Linked DNA regions of Rattus norvegicus: region 2 is linked to region 1. The links are chromatin contacts, called in public Hi-C maps. All regions are on one chromosome and are shown on one strand. The core of a region is the stretch at or near the end of the contact, and the rest is flanking DNA. Distances in the headings are between cores, read along the strand shown.

Region 1 (2,540 bases), core at 20-2,519:
CTTGCCTAGAGTAAACAAGACTCTCAGCTCCACGTCCAGCACTATCATGAAGAAAGCCAGAGCAGAGGCAAGACAAGAAAAAGTGAGCAGGACCTTGGAACTGAACAGTCAAGCAAGCCTGTGAGATGGATGTTAAATTATTTTTCCTCTGACAAAAATAAATTAAAACAAAAACCCAATAATCTGGAGTTCAAAACGAGAAACAAAAATGTCACAAAAAACACTACAACCAACCATGGCAATGGTGACAAACAGTCACATGATTTTTCCTGAAAGGCTTGAAAAAGGCAAAGCCACCCACAAAGTCTAAAACCGTCAGTGTGGACGCTACACAAAGACACGTAGAAAGAGAAAAGTACACAGGACAGAAGGGAGGAAACGAGGCTGTTGGGCTGGCTGGCCAGGCCTAGGCGCCACCACCGACTCCTGGGTGAGCCACAGGAGAGACAATCAGCACTTGCTCTTCTGATTTAGCAGAACCCGAGGATGACAGAAGAAAAGCCTGTGCAGTCAGCCCTGCCCTGACAACTTCCAACCCTCGGCTAGAGGAAACTGTCTCAGAGAGACCATGAGAGATCAGACTAGTTCCCAAAGGCTTCCATCCACCCTTCACCCTTCCTTCTCCCCTTCTCACAGAAGGCAGACTAGGCAACTGGTAATATTTGATTTCAAACAAGCCATCGCATAAGTCGGCCGCTGTTACTTGAGGACTGAAGGCAAACCATCACCCAGTGCGATGCCTCCTGTTCGCCCACTAGGATGGCCTCTAAAACAGTGGCTAAGCTAGTGCAGACTCAGTTACACAAGGAAGGGAAGAACAGGGTGCCTTCAGGATCTGCCTTCAGAGTACATAAACATCGTCATCCAGGCAACGCCCCATCGAATACTGTTACACAAGGACAGCCTTTCATCCCCCCATCATGTGAGTGTGCGCTTGTGTGTACCAGAGACTGACCGCAGGACCTGACATTAGCTGGTGTTCTGTCACAGAGCTACATCTCCAGACCCAAAGGACAACTTTTAAAGCCAGAGCCCAGCAAACAAGAAAGGCCCCTGCTTCTTAGGCATGAAGAAGCCAGCGGAAGTACTGAGGCTACGTTCCCCTGGGCTAGGTGCACCACAGGAGCCACGCACAGCAGTGTGTCTTGCCTATCTAAGCAAGCAACACACACAGTGTTTAGATATCAACACATACCCACCTCAAAAGTAAACTTCTCCTTCTGTAAAAGTAGCAGAGATGGCATCATTACTGAGAAGCCGTGCGCCATGGCAGGCACACTGCACATCCAGTGAGAGAAGTGAGTGCTGAGACTTCTAACCCTAACACCTACAGAACTTCGTCAACACGGAAAGAAAGTTAAATTACATTTACATATAAAACTGTCATCAGAAAGATATCTGAATTGCATATATAGAGCTCAAGTAAGAAAAAAATATACTTAACTTTGACTTAATCCCCAAATGGTATAATACAGGGTGTCTAGGAGGAAAAGGCATTCACCAACTGCAATGGATTAAATAAACAACATTGAATATAAAATCTTCCCATTGAAAACATCTCTAAGAAATAAAGGCAAAGGGGCACAGTTAGGAACATCAGACTGCATAAGGCAGACTAAGAAATAACCTCGAATCTACACATCCCAGCCAGATAACATCCCAGCACGGATGGGCACACATCCCCTGAGCCCCCAAAGCACACAGTTGGGGAGTTACTGGCAGTTTGTGGCTTCTGAGGAAGGGACAGTCAAGGTTCTCTGAGGGTGGCGCCTCACATTTATCTGGACAATACAAATCGGACTTGGTGGGGTGGGGAAAATAAAGTAAGACAGGAACGGGAGCACACGGTGGGAAAGAAAGAGTTAAAGGAGGGGTGGGAGGCAAACTTATCAGAAAACATTGATGAGATTCTCAAATAATCAAAAAGAAGTAACTTTAATTGAAGAAAATGCATACCATCCCCAAAGAGGGGGTCCCTCTTCCAGCTTGGAGGGCAAATGGATGCAGAACAGCTGTTGTGAGCGCTGACCTGTGGAAGTGCTAAGGCCATTATGTAAGTAACATGGGGGAGAGAGTGCTGGAGAGCCGGTCAGTGGGTGAGAACACAGACAGCTCTTCTAAAGCAGTCAAGCTCCTCCCAGCACCCGCAGGGCAGCTCACAGCCCTCTGTGACCCCAGTCCAGAGCTCTCCTTGGGCAAGAGCTCCTGGTCTCCTTGGGCACTGCACATGCGTGGTACACAGCCGCACAGGCAAGCAAACACCAACATACAAAATAAAATAAAAAATTTAAAACACGAATACATTGCTAAGGTATACTTGATCTGCCCTTTAGTTTTTAGATAGTAATGAAAAAATAAAACATTATTTTCTGATGCTCATAATACAAATCTGTAAAATAGCAAACTTTAAAACAAAAGAGAAACAAGTATAACTTCCAAACTATACAGGTATATGATGACAAAAAATACCCATTCTGTTAATTTGGCCCAAATTCTGTAAAACACGTCAAGCTGCACCCCCACCTCAGGAAGCATGTGAG
Region 2 (2,540 bases), core at 11-2,510, 590 kb before region 1:
TATAACAGGAGGTGGTGACTTCCTCAGAGATAGGACAGTGCCCTCTCTGCTCCCTTCCCTGCTCTGACCATTGACATGGCATTTGTGATGTGGCAGTTCTGTAAATATTTGCAATATTAATTGAACTGGTTATTTATATAGGTCATAGACATAATTAATTACCCTATAAGCAGAAAGCGAAGCTACAAATGGAGCACGATGAACTCTGACAGCCAGCCAGTGCCCAGCCGATGCGCCACCTTTTGAGCTCCTTGTCCGAAAGCTAACAACTACTGGGAAATGATGGCCATGAGATGCTTCCGACCCTGGCAGTTCACAGCTCTTGTTCAGACTCATGTGTACACAGTAGGAGAACATGCTCTATTTATCTTATGTGCATTAGCATTTTGGCTGCATGTGTATCTGTGTGAAGGTGTCAGAACTCCTGGAGCTGAAGCAACAGACAGTTGTGAGCTGCCATGTGGGTGCTGGGATTTGAACCCAGGTCCTCTGGAAGAGCAGCCAGTGTTCTTTACTCCTGAGCCATCTCTCCAGCCCCCGATTTTTTAAATAAGTTAATTTTGTTCATTACTCAACAAAACAAAACAAAACAAAAAACAAACAAAAACACGTTTATAGAGTGCCTACTGTGTGCTGTCGTGAGTGTTAGGGATACGAAACCAGTGAGTATTCATTAGATCGTGGTTTATCAGATAACCCCTTCTTGGAATAGCAGTGTCCTATTTAAGGCTAATGTAAGAGGCACATGCTGTCTTAGATACCTTAAACCAAATAATTTGAAAGCAGGCCAATAAAGGCATTTATCACATTTGGATCCTTAATTAACCAGATCAGAATAAAAAAAAAATGGACCTTCACTCGAAACAAGGGAGATCCAGAGCTTGAACTCAGAGAGTCCATGCAGGTACCTAGCTTCCATTCTGGCAAAACAAACAAAAACAACAAAGAAAACAAACAAACAAAAAACTCATTTGTCTGGAAGCCCCACCCTGCTTTAGTGTTGAAAGAGTTCAAAATGGGAGGGAGAGGACAGCAGCAGATTCATTAAAAGCCATTTATACTCACATGAGAAAAATATTGAAAGTGGTCAGCCTAGAAGGCCCCTGCAGAACTGGAGAGCTAAAATGATTTATGCTTGGTTTCTTAGACCTGTGCTTGTGCTCGCCGAGAAACTGGCAGAGGGACACTGTGGGGGGGCCCTGGTGTGACTCAGGGTTGGCAGCCACAGCTCTGGAGTCTCTGGTTTACTTCAGTGTGCAACAGGTTGGAAGGTTCTAGGGAGAGAGGGGCCAGATTAATGTTCCAAATGGCATGGGCTTGATACCTGATATGAAGGCGTGGCTCAAAGGACGGATAAAGAAAGAAGGAGAAAAAATAGCAGGATCCGGTGAGGCGCCACGCCTGGCTGTAAACTAGAAGCCAGAGTCCACAGAGGACCCAGTGTGGTCAAGAGACATGGGAATGGGCTAAGAGGAGAAGCTAACAGCAATCATCACTGACTACGTTGGCCGAATTGGCCTATTTCAACCTATTGAAACCCCCTAAGAGCCCTCTGAAGGGGAGATGGCGTCCTCATGCTAGGATTGAAGAGCAAAGTGTACAAAGGCCAAGGAGCGTGCCCTGGTCATTAGGGACCAGTGAGGACAGCATGAGACTAATAGGGTGACTTCCTGCAAGGCTAGCCCAGACTCTACCTTCTCTCTCAGTGGGTTCTGGAGTATTCTAATGCCCCACCTCTTACTGCCTTCCGAGGAAGAATGGATGGCCTTGGGAAAGCAACATTGCATTCTTTTATTTTATTTTATTTTTTCAGAGCTGGGGACCGAACCCAGGGCCTTGCGCTTGCTAGGCAAGCGCTCTACCATTGAGCTAAAGCCCCAACATCGCAACATTGCATTCTTACACAGATCTAGGTCGGTCCGTTTTATCCCCTCAGTCTTAAAAGCTTAGGAGCAAACTCTGATAATTAGCTGGTCAGGGTCAAATACATCCAACAGAACATGGGCACTCTCAGCGTGATCTGAGCCTGATTCGCTCACAGCCTGCTGCCAAGTGGCTAACTTGTGTCATCCTTTTAGAAGTAGACTTGCTTTGATGTTTTGAAATAGCTAAGCCTATTCAAGATGGAAGGTTTACCCTTGCATGATATGCAAGATGGTGGGGATTCTGGGAAAGCAATGGTTGTCTCCAGAGTCCCATTGTCATATGTAGTTGTGGACTTTCTCCGGGATCGAGTTGAACCAACATATCCCATGTAGCTTGCGTAATTTCAAAAAAGTGAGGAACCACAGTAGAAAGATGGTGATGATCTCATCTGTCATCCCTGAGAAAAGCAGGGATCGGTACAAAAGTTATCTCCTTCAGAAAACAGAAACGGATCTAACCAATAGAGGGTAAAATAAAGAATGCGCACCAGGAATTCGTGACCATGAAACCACAGTGTCTAAGGCTGCGTGCTCTACCCGATTGCTTCGTGTTTTAACTTTTGGAAACTTTCCGTTTTGACACTGAAGATAAGCAGTGAAACCATCTCTCCTGCT

Evidence for each region. Hi-C and Micro-C count contacts between places; a contact is called where the count stands out from the background.
Region 2: a Hi-C map of psoas muscle shows a contact between it and region 1, with 4 times the contacts expected there. The contact joins the enhancer-like site here to the promoter of LOC100910150 in region 1. A contact is called at or near these places in 11 of 12 Hi-C or Micro-C datasets (the A7r5 cell line, the Rat2 cell line, Schwann cells and 6 more).

The regions. Positions count from the first base shown.
Region 1 is chr18:53,044,583-53,047,122 of GRCr8, reverse strand. LOC100910150 reads right to left here and starts at 1,269. Exons shown (of 4, transcript NM_001416450.1): 1 at 1,196-1,269. The coding sequence starts at 1,268. It also overlaps a transcript of Prrc1 not described here.
Region 2 is chr18:53,629,596-53,632,135 of GRCr8, reverse strand. No RefSeq gene overlaps it. Among named protein-coding and RNA genes, the nearest start is that of Slc12a2, 85 kb to the right of the region's middle. Within about 2 kb of position 1,260, at least 2 of the 93 cell types and tissues checked have an H3K27ac peak or open chromatin away from gene starts, as enhancers often do.